Regions from separate parts of the Drosophila melanogaster genome. Here region 1 is linked to region 2. A link is a contact called in public Hi-C data. All regions are on one chromosome and are shown on one strand. The core of a region is the stretch at or near the end of the contact, and the rest is flanking DNA. Distances in the headings are between cores, read along the strand shown.

Region 1 (7,337 bases), core at 4,315-6,814, 49 kb before region 2:
GGGGGGGAGAATGGGCGTAGTTCAAGCTGGAATCAGTAAGTGAAAAATTGAAAAGTGGATTTTCTTTGGAGGCGGAGTGTCGCCCTGCCACAGCCAGATTTACGTGTGCGACGTGACTCGTAGCTGTTAATTCAATAGATTAGCGAAATGACACAATTTCAGAGCGCCGAATTTGCCACTTCCACTTATCCGCACTGTTCTTCTACACTCTTCCCCGCATGCCGCAGTTCCTCGCACGGAGATCCTAGGAGAGCCGGACCGCTACGTGAAGGCGGGCAGCAACGTGGTGCTCCGCTGTATCGTGCGCGGAGCCTTGGAGCCGCCCACGTTCATCATGTGGTACCACGGCGCCGAGCAGCTGGCGGCCGACTCCCGGCGCCACCGCACGCAACTGGATCCCAACCTGCCGGAGGCCTCCGGCGAAGGACAGAGCACGGTAAGTGCACAGTGGATACTTATTTGTTATTTACTTGTGTAGACCATAACATTTTTGAGATCCTAATTAATAGCATCAAACTAAACTAATAACTTTATGCCATTATGATAAATTTATCACTTTAAAAATAGAGTATCCTTGAAATTATTCACTTACCGAGAAATTTTATTGATGTAAATTATTTAATTTCCGTATCACTATGGTAATGAAATTAAAACTTATGCCATCCGTAGCTCAAAGCATCTTCCACTTGGCCAGGTCCAAAAGATTCCCTTGTTAATTTTAATTTAATTACACTCAACTTCGAATGGATTCTTGGCTGCCGTTGGCAAGCGAGAAATATTATAATATTGTTACGCAAAGTTTCAGTTGTGTCGCATTTCTCCTAATTGCCTGGCCATAACTTTCTTTCCCTGCCGCGGGGCAAAACGTCAGTTCCGGCACATGGCCGATATTTGGAGTACGTGTGCCCATGTCCGAGTGAAAACTGCCTGTGTTTATCTTTTTCTCTTCCGAACTTTTCCTTGGCTCTTAAAATATAGTACGTAACTCAGTGGGCCTGTGCTGTTTTTTCTCTCCTCCAGATTGGCTCATTAATCATCGAGTCGGCCAAGAAGCGCGATACAGGCAATTACACATGTAGCCCGTCGAATAGCCCCAGTGCGACCGTAACGCTGAACATAATAAATGGTGAGTTGCAGTCCAGGCATTTGCTCGCAAAAAACTTCCAATAGAAGCAAAGTATAGATATTAAAGTCGTACTGCATTGCTATACAAAGTTTTCCAAAATATTATCAGAATGCCTTAATGTTAGTGTCAGTGTGTGATTGCTCCCTCTAATTGTTTTCCCAGGCGAATCGTCGGCCTCGGCGGTAACATCCTCGGCAGCCACCACCCGGGCCTACGCCCTCAGCATCCTGGCGCTCCTGCTTAGCGTCATCCTCATCGGAGTGGGCCACCGCACATGACATGTCAATGCCAGCAAGCCAAACTGAATGGCCGGAGCGAAAGCAGCTACTAGACAGTGAGAAGATGGGGGAATCCCAACACTCTGCCAACGTAAAAAGTAAAAACCAAATACATTCGATAGGCCCAAATAGCAAAAGCGAGAAGAAAGGAGAGATTTAACGTAATAACCGAGTGCATGTTGTAAGCTAGTTGATTTTATCCACTAACTCTATTAACCAATACATATAGAGGATGAGTCCGTATCCCAGACAGTTTTGAAAATCCCGAGCCCCAGTTAATCGTAAGTTCTATCGGCTCTAAGCGAACTAGTTAGTAAGCCCCTAGTCTTAGGCTGACTCCTAACTGAATTTGTTACGTAGTTACGTTTGGGTTTTTCTGTTCAGTTCGTTTCGGATCGGTATTGTTTGGTTGCGGGAATGGCGGGGCCTATGTTTTGTGGAAAATACCGAGTAAGTTTGCATAAATGAATAACAGTAAATATTTATGCAGTCCGATGTGAAACTGCATCGATATCCTGAAACCATTCGGACCGCATGGGCGAGCCGGTCAGGAAGGGGAATCGGGATCTGGGAAATTCCTGCCATCAAACGAATGCCATTTTGGAAAAATGCTACTCGAATTCATTTGCATGGCAATTTGAGTCTGGAACAACATTTGCTGTCTCCTTTCTATGCGGCGACATGCTGAACTTTTCAATTAGCCATATCTCCCGCACTTCTCGCACAGTTTTCGTCCACCACCTCCTCGTTCTCTCTCTCTCTCTCTCTTTCTCTCTCACTCACACACGGATGCCGGACAGTTTTGAATATTTATTATTTTTAGCAAATACTAGACTCTGGCCGGTGACCTCGTTTCTGGTCAGGGGAAATAAAACTTCTTACGCCAATAAATTTGAAAAATTGAATAGGCCGTCCCAGGGATCGGAGAAGTTCTGAATGATTTCCAAGGAGTATATTCAGCATTATCTTTGGCAAACATAGCACCCACATATTCGGAGTCCGATGTGGTATGTGCCACATCGCAAACATTTGCATAGCCAATTTATGGAACTCTATTTTATGTGCTCTTATCTCACGAACAAGCTCGAAACATGCGGGAAAACCCAAAATTCATAAAGTAAATATTGCGTAAGAACAAAAAATTATAGCAAATACACTCATTGATCGGAATGGACGAAAGCAAAAACAATTTAATTGATAACGAAAGTAAATTTATTGAATTCAGCGGACTGAATCGCGAACTGTATATAACTCTATTGCGAAATCGTTCAGCAAAATGTAAATTAATTGAATATACAAATAATATAAATGGCAGAATCCAACCAGAGACGTATTCCAAACACTAATGAATTGCATTTAAACGATACAAATAAATACATAAAATAAATAAATAAACAAATAGCGGCAGGAGACAAAGGCGCAAGGCGGCCAAAGAAATAAATAAAACGAATCAAACGGACAAAATGTAAACATCGTGTGCATCGCCAACCCGCAGGCTCGGCTCGTATTTATTTATCCACTTAACGTCCTTTTTAATTACACGCACTCCCCCGATCCACGGCAAATCCCATAAAAATCGTCTGAAATTAATTAAAGTTGTCTCTGCTCGTGAATTTGTGTGTACGTAGAAATTGAGGCTGCAGCGTCAACTTAATTGCAATTAGGTGCAGGCCCACTCCCACTCAATCAATGCCCTCAAAGCGGCATTAATTATGTGTGCGATTGTCCCAAGGCGTCGGCTGTCACACCCTGCGTATACTGGATGCGCCCGTCTTTGAGCGCTTAACAAATTGATCCCGGGCCAAGTTAACCGCAAGCAGCTGTGAGCCAACGCAAACACGCTTCGCAGACAGACGGGCGAGAAAAAGCCACGGAAATAAATTTCTGTGGTCAATATTACAGCAGGGGCGGGCTTTTCTTTTTACGGGTGTGGACAATTAACACATTCCGGCTTGCATGCATCAAATGTTCGCGGTCTGCGGCTAACCACCTTTCAGCCACCCACCCCACAGCAGCGCCCAACCCTGACACTTATGTTCAGCCTTTTAATTTCCCGCCAAAAAGCCACCAACAGCCGGTTGGACACCCCATTTAAGTGAATGTTGAACAATGACAGTTTGTTAGACCTAAGCGGCGTACATATATGACCATAGGCAAGTACGATACAAATCGAAATCAAAATACATTTCTAAGCTCTTAAGTGTTTTTCATCAACTCGATTAACGTGTAGACGCCATTCGTGTAATTATCAACACCCGACTAATTGTAAATAAATCGCATTAAACGCAAAAGTCCCAAATTCGCAGAGGTGTGGACGTTACCTTTTAAAGACAGACACTCGAACACACGTGTACTCATGATATAGCAAAGTTTAATGTTAAGTACCGACTAATAACGAAAATACTTACATACACATATACATATGTAAACGAAACTAAGAACTATGTGAACTTTAACTGACAAATTTATTGCATTACATACAATAAAATAATACAATTGAATAACTTAAAGAAGTCTTTTCATTGGAGTTTAAGAAAAAAAAAGTCCAACACTTATGGTAAGTACAAATTTAAAAAAAAATTATTCATTTATTTATTTATTTAATCATAAGCAAGATTTATTATACATCTGGTACATACAGCAATGTGCAAAATAGTTAAAATTTTTATATGCAAACCACATTTTAAAGCATTCATTTAGTTATCTGAAAATCTAAGCTTAAAATGCCTTTTTTTTTAAGCCACAGAATTATTTATCATTACTAGTTTTTTTCCCATACATCTTAAAAATAAAACATTTCAAAATTCACTGACGGGACAGTTTTTGATTTTCTCTTCTTATCTTTAAAACCTTATATGATTAATAAAAAATAATCACATAGTGTTCATTATAGGAACCCATTTCTGATAACAACATGTTAAAACAAAGCCTGTATATTTTAATTTTAAAAAATTGACAGACACCTTAAAAGTTACAAGGACAACCGTTATTTTATCACTTATATTCAGTTTTCTGGTTATTCTTGTGTTACCTTCCCAAATGCTCAAACTAGCCACACATGATGATATGATGAAAATATGAAATTGATTCGATGCGATGCCGGGGAACTATTAGTTTGGAATTTGGTTCACCACGGAAAGAACGGGGCAGGTCTTTTTGATAATGATACGACGGAGGTGGTCGTTGATGGCAAATCCGCGAATGACGTTATTGAGCATTATGCCTAACACCTCGCCTGTGCTGTCATCGGTCATGGTCTGAGGAACGAAGTGGTTCACGGCATATGCCATTACAACGGCCGACTTCCTGTCCATGACAATGGCGGCCACCAGGCGACCGATGCTCTGCGGTCTGCTCTGGGGAGTTTCCCCATCGGTCATGAATTCCTTGGCCAAGGCGAGACCCTTGGCAACAAAAGCAATCGTGTCGTCGTGCACATAAGCGGGGGCCTCTAAATAGGCGGCCGCCGAATGCAGCAGGATGCAGGACACCTCCTCCATTTCGGCCCAGAAGACGTTTCGTGAGGTTTTGAAGTGACGAGGACAATGGTCGGCATGCAAGCTGGGGATCGATGGCGGCGAGTATGCCTGGAAGACGAAGTCATGGCTGTGATAACAGATTACGCCTGTCACATCGGTCACTTCTCCAGGTGAATGGCTAATAGTATCAGACGCGATCGTCTTGTAGGTTACATTGTTTGCATTCAAGTTATCTCCCTGCTCTGCAAAGAATCCCGAATCTGGAAACGTGAAATTTGGACCGTGAATGTAGACCATAAGTTTTTCTGGTTGAAAGAGCTCGGTATTCTGGATTAGGGCCGAAACGTCTACATCGTAAGTGACATTTTTTTTCCTCGAATCGTGGTCTACGACCTCGTTTAAATTCTCTTCTGGAGTCATTTCATTCTCGCTATCCGAGATTTCGTAAATTATAGGAGTGTCCATTACTTCCTCTAAAGCTCCGTAGTCTTTGACGTCGGCTAGAATCTCTTCTGGGGTCACGTCCTCTTCGCTTTGCCAGACGTCATCATAGATTGGGGCAGGATCCTCCCCGAAATTAATTTCATTGTCGTAAATAAGTAACAATTCATCTTCAGCATGCGCAATAAAGACTTGGTCACAAACAATGTGGGTATCCATTGTATAAGCTATTTATAGTATTAATTATCTTATTGTCAAAAAAAAACTTTCTTCCGAAACGTGCTATAGCCAGGGATGGAGATACCCACTTATCGATAAAACTATTTTTCTGGGTGAATGGCGATATTGGGGATTAGTTATATAATTTAATTTGTAAAGTTAGAAAAAACAAATATTGCGTTTTTCATACACTGTTAAATATGTGATTCCTTGGAAATTTAACAGCGATTGTTATCATTTTTACAAGCCTGCTACACGAAGTTATAAACACGGCCATATTGTTTACGAAAGAACTAGTTTCTTAAGAGTTTTCTCCACATCTCAATTTTATAAGATGACAACACTGCTTAATCGATTTTAAAAGCAGAGGTGATGAATAGCAAATTGACCAAATATGAGATTTAACAATCATCAATTTAACGCAATAGTGCAACAATCATCTGAGTGGTAGAAATATTTTAAGCTTGGTGTTTGAAAAACGAATAATGAAATGTTAAAACATTAGTGTCGGAATGTGAATGGAACCAGTTTTGGGTGTATTTACAACGGAAATATAAAATTAAGCCATCCGAGCCAACGGGGTGGACAATGGAGTCAACAGTCGGGTCAAGGTCGACTCGTTGTCTAATTCCAGGCGAGGCAACAAGGACAAACGTGACTGAAAGGATTGAGGGTTTGATCCGGCCATTTTCCATTAGGACAGCCGACGTCCTGCAATTGTTGTCGACCGCATTGTGTCTGGCAAATAAATTAAAACGGGGAACATCGAGAGATTTACAATAATAGTAGCCCAGAACATTAATAAAACGGATAAAGTTCGTAATCTGTTGGCATGCATGTATGTATATTAGGAAACGTAATAGAAACAAAATATATGTAGTTCGTTCTTCTGGAACTATAGCATTCATTTTCATTTATTGATTATTTTCCAGTGAAATTTAATTTACTGTAAGTTACTTGAACGTTACTTGAGAGATTCAGAGATCCTTGAACATATTTTAATTACATATGCGGGACTCGAACTTGTCCTAAAAATCCTAATGGAGTTATGTGGCGTTTCTTCGCGCCATTCTCGTACTTGGAGGGGTTTAAGTTATACGAGTGTAACAAACATCCTGCGGTCAAGTCGCCATAGGAATGTCAAAAGAAGAACTCTATACTTTGCAGACTGCCGATTCTTGTGCGAGGCGGAGAGTAGTGGTTGTGTAGAGTTCACAAAAAAAATTAACAAGTGAAGGGGGATATGATTAAAAAAAGTTTGTAAAGCCCAATCATTGCATCAAATTTTTATTAACGAAACTATTTGCTTTAAGATTATTTTTTGCCATTTAACACAGTCTTGGCTTATATTAGTTTACCATTTTGAGAGAGTTCTTCGTATCTAAATCTGATAATTTGAATAAGCTTCTCCAAACTTGCTTTGACCTGCGGCCCTAAAAGAATCCTCATAACGAATGCCTGGCAAGGATTTGTCTCAACTTTCGAACGCAGCTTTCGAATGCAAATTTAATGCAGCAGCCAACGCTGCGAAGCCGCATAATTCTCGAAAGGGGGACTAATGAGGGCTTATTCAACGGGGGGCGTGGCAGGCAAAGGAAGTGCCTGCAGGCTGACCAGGCTCATCTGTAGCTTTTGCTTTTGCTTGGCTCGTAACAGGGTCAAACTGTAAGTAGGAAATGCAAAGGGCATTCACATTTTGATTTCATTATTGCCATTTTCTGGGCTGCATATTCAGACTGACTTCCGAGTGCAACGTCACCGCCTTAAGGATGGGTTTCACCTGCTTTTCCTCTA
Region 2 (7,261 bases), core at 381-2,880:
AAATAATTTATGAAATCGGTATGATTCTTAAAAATACCTAATAATCAGTGGTCAATCATAAAAAGATTTTTAATAACCATAAAAAAAATGCTACGGCTGAATAATCCTGTTGGCCGATTAAGACCAGTTAGACATTATCATTTAAACATTAATTTTCATTGTTTTATTTAGCTGAATGTCTCATAATAATGATTCCCCTCTGGCTAAACACTCATATATATTAAATAATGATTGTTTTGGTTTTTTATGAGTTCCACCAGAAGGACGTTTCGAATGTTCCGCATGGTGCATTCCAATATATTTTGATTTGGGGACTCCCTACCAACTGGCAATCGAAAACTTCGGGGTAACCAATTTGCAACTGGCACTCCTTGGGGATGTGGATTACATGGATAGTTTGCGATTGCCTCTCGCTCTAAGCCAAATAAACACGCTCGGGTGGCTCACGGCAGCAAATTAAAGCTCGTGGGCCGTGGGGTGTACATACTGTGGTGATGGGTTGCTACTGGTGGTGTGTGGCACTGTGGTCGGAATATAGTACATAGGTGCAACCTACTTGCTTTGGTGGGCGATGAGCTCGACTGCGTTGATTTCCGCTGATTGCCGTCGCTGTTGTCGCCGTTGCTGCCGCTGGCGCGTCCGCTAATTAAATTGTCATCCAAAGAAATGCCGTCGAGCCAATGCATGACATTATTTCCCTTTGTTGTCTACACGCACACATCCGTGTGGCACACACGGCTAACACTCGGAGAACATCGCACCGGCGGCAGGTGGATAAATCACATTTCAACAGCAGCTTGCCCAATTGATAATTTCATCCCAGAACGCTGACACTTCATTTTCGTTTGTCCCCGGATACCGATTCCCCTGCGACTGGGCTTGTATCTTTCACATATTTCGTTTTACACTCTCGGGGCAATGGCAGTTGACATTTGTTGTTTGCTTCCACAATCGCACTCACACACACTCAGCTAATAATTCAACAAGTATTGAATGGTCGTTTAGGCCTTTTCCTTCGCCACCATCTTCGTCTATTCGATTTTCCGTTACTCGTTTGCGCCTTTTACTTTGGCTCTCACTTGCTATTGGCTTTCAACAGCACGCATACGCCCCGTGTGACATAATTAGCACATTGCACTTTAAGGCACTTTCGAAGAATTAACACATTGGCTGCAGTACTGCTGGAACACAAAATAAAAGAAATATTTATAGTGGCTATAGTGGTTTCGATATTTTGGGATTTTGATTAACACACTTTGAATTAGCACAGAATAGATAAGGCATTGGTTATTTTTGCGCTTATCGACGAGGCACCAATTTCATTGTTGATAAATTATAAAAGATTCCGATAAAATGTGGAATTCTTTTAAAATGCGTTTTATAGCACACACTTGAAACTCTCACTATCTTATACAACAATTAAATAATATTTGGTTGAGGAAAGGTTTGAACTTTATGATAGCTGTGCGATCACTCCTTAGACTTTAGTTTTCAAGGTAACTGTGGCTACTCCCACCAACTAGAAAAATGATCCCCTTTAAGATCTCAAAATCGAAGCGATTATTTCGATAGTTCGATAATTCCAATCGATTGCTTTTCGCGCCTGCGACTTGTTGTTGGCCCTCCGGCTAGCCGGCTGCTTCTGACTGAGAATCGGACGCTGACCGGACTGTGCCAGAGATATAGAGATATAGACGGAGAGACAGCGAGACAGAGAGGGCCAAGTCGGTGGAGACAGCGTCAGCGAGTGTGGCGCATTTCCAATCGTTTCGCACATTATTGTTTCCATTGTGTTCGATATTTGTATTTTCTTGTACTTTTGTTGCCCGGGCACACACACTAATATATTTGCCTCAATTTATTGTACCATCGCCTGTTTATTTTATACAAGTCCGGCCGTACTAGTGTTACGATAGGAACAGAGGGAAACTGAAATGGTTGGCCGCTTCTGGCCAATTTCGTATTAGACATGTCGGCAGATACGATTCGTGTGCGTGTTTACCTCCGACCACGTATTAAATGTGAGCTCATTGGGGGCGGCCTGGAGATAAATATTACCTGGCTGCCCTTCGGGGGCATTCTGCGATTTCTACATTAGCATTGGGCAAATGGAAATCGAGTGAAATTCGGAGAAAATCTGAATAGAACACCTACAAGTTGCACTGGCCCAGGACCCAAGAGCCATACTGTTTGTAAAGTCGGCAGTCGGCCAGACAACTAGTCCTATTATGCCAAATAAATATTTCCGAATTTCGGAACGGAGCCCACTCGATAAATCATTCATTAGGCACTGAAAATGTCTCGCTTTTGAAATATTATGTCAAAATGTGTCAAACAAGAATTTAAGCATTTTGAAAACATTCAGCTGCATTTTAATGGGGTGGATAGTCTGAAGAAATGAAAATGTTTTATCGCTCAGTTAATTTGAGAAATTCAAAACGATTTCCGATGGTCTTTAATGTCTAATTGCTTGAGTTGTTCCAATGCCGAATGTTTGTTTACCCAGTAGCATGTGTAATTTATTTAAAACATCTGACTAAACAATCGAACCGGTCAATACACAAAGAGTTTTGGTTTCAAAGAAGAGGTCGGCGATCGGCTTTCTGAAGGTTATCCATAGGCTACAACTTGTGATTTTTCTGCAGATGAATTATAGTTTTAAAACTGTTTTTCTAAGCTAGAGGCTATCATATATATTTTTCAATACATATTCCATGCGATCTGAACCAGTGTGCAAATAATGGCAGCTTGTCAACAGTTCAATATGTCTTGCTTCTTTCCTTCTATTTACTTTTGAAATACTATGTTTTTTTTTCTAGTAACCCAAAACGAAATGTTTACGAACACGGACCGGGCAGCGAAAGACCATTAAATGTTTCGTTCGAGAGTTTTGTTTCAAATTGAAATTTCAGTGAAATTGGTAAAATCGCATTTTCAACGAATAATAAATGCTCCAAACTGATTTATTAAAAGAGACGTCACGGGTGCACTGCATTCGCCGATGCCTGCGTCAATCAGTGGTCTGCACTTTCACATATTTTCAATGATAAACACGATATTTGTTTTGGCAGGCCCTGCTTATTTACATTTCAATCACAAAACAATTTCACTTCCGCATCGCCTGATCGCGCCACGCGGCGTATGAGTAATATATGACCTGGGGGATGGAAACAAAGCACAAACAACGTCCGCTGGCGTTGAAAGACCGACTTATTCTGCAGTCGCATCGAACCCATAGCTCCGAACAGCTGTCTTCCAGGCGTCCAGACACCCCGCCTGCCACGTCCCGCCCCATTTCCACCCCCCCACTCCTCCGCGATGCGCTTGTGTGCGTGCGTAGGCCGTAAGTACTGCCAGACAAAGCATACGTCTGTATTGGTGGCCCCATCCAACGTGCCTTATGCTATGGAAAATTAAAAGAATCAAAGGCAACGGCAAAGAGGAAAATTAAGTATTTAGTTGTGGTATCGTATCCAGCCTAGACATGCATACTGGCTTGCTTTCTAACCCCAAGGTGCCGGGAAATGCCTATAAGACATGTTTAGGGTTGCACTAAAGGGGTAATATTAGCCTAGGGTTCGCTCTGCATTAGATGTTACAACTGGCCAGAATTATTTTGAATTCGATTAATATTTCAGTTAGCAGATAAGACTAGCCATTTAATTCTTACACTTAACAACAAAATCCCCTAACTTTCATTTCATGGGAACTATTTGAATTTGCATGTCAACTTTCGGATTATTTTAAAATATATTGCTATGTGGAGGTAGACCTTGCTTTTTTTTTATCATAACTACCGATTGTACCAGTTAAACAGGGCTACCAGCTATAGACAGTTGGTTCACCCCATTAGTAAGCGTCTCAGCCTCTGGTTCCATGTGTGTGTGTGTTCTTATGTCAAAGCTGAATGGAAAAGAGTAAAAATAAAATGTGTAAGGGTCGAGATAAAATGCATTGTTTCAGGATGGCGAGAGAAGCAAGAAAAAATGGAAAATACTTTTACACAAAATGTGTAAGAATTATTGGGGGTGATGGTGCATGCAAGGCAAAGGAAATTGCCTATATGGTTGTCAGGCCCTTTCATTCCAGGCTTAAGTAGATGTAAGAGATGCCAACACTTTCGTCGGCTAATCATAAAATAAGTAAATTTATCGAACAAGAGTAAATTTTTTGTTAATAATACAAAAATGTAATTTCACATAAATATGTGCTTCCTGAGAAGAGTAGGCAACCCTGGTCTAGTGATTGCCTGTTTCCTTGGCCTCCTTGGAATTGCGGCAATTAACACATCAATGTACGGCGATATCGATGGTGGCCTACCACCCCTTTTTAGCCCAGCAATGCCCACTTCCATTCCCACGCCCACATCTACCAGCCACCCACGTTACGGAATAGTCTTCAGAGAAGGAAATAAATTATTCTATTTGAAAGCTTTTAAAGCGTCCACACTCGGCTAAGGCTGTTGGCATTAAAATGCATTTATTTGAATTTCTGGTTGATATCGAAGAGCAAACAGAAACGACGCCCACTTGCAGTATTTATTGTGTTTCCAGTTGGGCAGAGTCACAACCTAACCTTTGATGCTGCCTTTTGGAGGGTGGAGGGGGACAGTTCCCACCCTATGGCTCCTCCCACAATTTGAGCCCTTCCACGTGCGGTCTTTTTTGGTACATAACTTGATAATTTATTGTGTTACGTATACGCAGTGTGGGCGGGCAATGGAATTGAAATGAATTTCACAAACAACAGAGGCAGTGGGAGAAAATGTTTCATAAACGTTGCCAAAGGACTTCAAACCTCCCCAGAAAAAGTGCAATTGTTTCGCTTTGTTTCGAACTTCGATTGCTGGGTAATTTAATCCTTGTTTGGCGGGTATTAGTGGTTTGTGCTACCTCAAACTGCTCGAAACTGTAATAAAAATTATTTATTGAAAGGCAACAAGTGCACTTATCGAGTGACCTCCTTGCCAAAAGCGAAGGTCGCGAATTTAGACTAAGATAGCGAGGAGGAAAAGCGCAATGGGTGCAATTAATGTAAGCATAATAGGATTCATAACTGTGCAAATATTTCAAACTCAAAATATCCTCATAGACAATAAGACAATAATAACTTCAATAGCAATTATCGTTAATTGTTATGGCCATTTAAATTTAACGCATCATTAACAGCGCCAAAGAAAATAAACAACAGAAACAGAATCGGAATCGGACTCGCGCGCAGAGCTTTAATGTGTGCAAAGCGAGCTTTGGGACAAAAGCTCCAGCTCGGAACACCAAAAGCAATGAAGAGAAAGTAAGAGAGTGAGAGCGCTTCCGCGTTGGTGAAATTCGCTTTCTATCTCTCTTCGCCTTTCGTTGCCTACTTTTGGGCGTCCGTTTTTATGACCGTTGACCCACGACCAATTGCCAGCTGAGCGTGATGACAAATTTAATTACCAACACCCGAAATAATAAAAGGATCCCCTGAAAAACACCCAGAGGAAAAAACGCGAAGCGAGGCTGCTGCTGCTCCTGCGGACCGAATGCGATAATCCGAGTTCAATGGGACGTACCAAATTTATGGGGATTATAAAGCGTGCGACATGCGTTGCCAATTCGACAAGGTCAAGACTTTAATTTGAAGAGACTCAATTTGCAACTTAACCCGATATCCGTCCGATATCTGCACGGTATTAAGTTTGAAGGCCCCTTCAGCGGCATATGTTGCCGATACTGTTCTGCTTGTTCGGATACTTGCCAGTTGGAGCTGACAAGTGTCCTGAATAATTTATGACTTGCCCCGTTTGGAGTGCAACATCTGCTTCTGCTACCTCGATGTCCACCGACTCGGCATTAATTTTAATTTGCTGGGGACTCGAAATTCTTCAAGACCAATTCCCAGCTGCTTAGAAGACGGAGGTGCCAAGGCGACTCTTTAACGCCCATCCCCCCGTCGGTCATTACGTTCAATTGGAAATTTGTGAGCAGCTTTTACTTGATATTCCATTATTATTGCTTGGGGTGGAATCCGATCCAGACTTCGTTTGGGGTGCGCATTTGCGCGTGCATCATCCGCACCCTTTTCACTTTAGCAATTGCTTCTGCTGCGGGTGATACTGGCACCAACAAGTGGCAATTGAATGTGGCAATCACATCCGCATGATACTGTTATTGGGTGTTAAGCAGGGGCTAAATGGTGCAAAGTCCTTCCGCGTAAACTCCTCCGATGACCCCAGTATATTTATCCTATTTTCACTTGGCAACTTTAGGTTGAAAGCTAGGGCCATTCGTTTTGAGTCCGCAATTATTATTCATTCGCCATAAAATAATAATATAACAACAATAAAAGTATTTGAGTTTCAATGAATAATGTTATCTATCAACAAATTTCTGATTTTGTGTTTTCTCAGTGCATGCGGTTTCAATTGTTCTCGTTGAAAGATGTACGAAAACACATTTCCCGCATTTCGAATGGCATTCGATTGCCTTATATTTCGAATAAAATAAATTAGTATTAGGCAAACAATGTTCTGCAATGCTGGAGTCAGTAATATAGACCACAAGAACATTATCCGATGTCCTGAATAGTGAGAATAGGTAATTAAAATTTTAATTTCTTATAAAACCAGCTGATGATCCCGACAGCGACTGTATAAACATATTTGGCCCATTCCACAGAGCGAAACAAAGCTTACAACTTAAGAGGTTTGCTTTGTGGACAGGGATCCTTGTCAACGACTCCTCTCAAAGCGTTGCCATGAAGTGCGGACTTGGCATGAATTTCTGCTCGCTTCGTCGTTTCATTACCTTTTTTCCAACTTTGTTTTCATTTCATTAAGGTGGCAACAAAGTCGGAGAATGCTACTAATTGCAATCAAGGTGCCTTCAACTTGTTGCTGCAACAACCTCTTCAATCCAGTGCCACATGAGCTCTTCCCAGCTTTTTCACTTTCTCCGGGGCTGATTGAGGAGTTCACTGGCAAAATTAATGGATCATTGAGTGCCGTGACGCAATGCCACCCAAAACCAGGGCTTTAAGTCATAGATATGCACTCGACATTTGTAATTTCTTTTACGCAGTTGTCGGCCACAAAAACCTTTTAATTTTAATTAGAAGCAAACACATTTAAGCCCGCAGAACACAAACAGAAACGCAAAATGCCGGCGCATGTTTGCTCGCCCAAAAAATGAGGTAAACAAACAGCAAAAAAATAAAATAAAAATAAAATACATTCTCCCGTATACACATATATACATATATATATTTGTATATATTTTATAGC

What was found. A called contact is a pair of places that touch in the nucleus more often than the background predicts.
Region 1: a Hi-C map of the Kc167 cell line shows a contact between it and region 2, with 1.6 times the contacts expected there. A contact is called at or near these places in 33 of 107 Hi-C or Micro-C datasets (the Clone 8 cell line, the D17-c3 cell line, the Kc167 cell line and 12 more).

Annotation. Positions count from the first base shown.
Region 1 is chr3R:6,525,735-6,533,071 of dm6, reverse strand. It overlaps CG15185, which reads right to left and starts at 5,564. Exons shown (of 1, transcript NM_141403.2): 1 at 4,398-5,564. The coding sequence starts at 5,543. The coding sequence ends at 4,515. It overlaps dpr11 (defective proboscis extension response 11), which reads left to right. Exons shown (of 8, transcript NM_001275391.1): 6 at 228-436; 7 at 1,021-1,126; 8 at 1,289-3,903. The coding sequence ends at 1,404.
Region 2 is chr3R:6,472,680-6,479,940 of dm6, reverse strand. It overlaps CG15186, which reads right to left and starts at 1,630. Exons shown (of 8, transcript NM_001300271.1): 1 at 1,517-1,630; 2 at 557-1,178.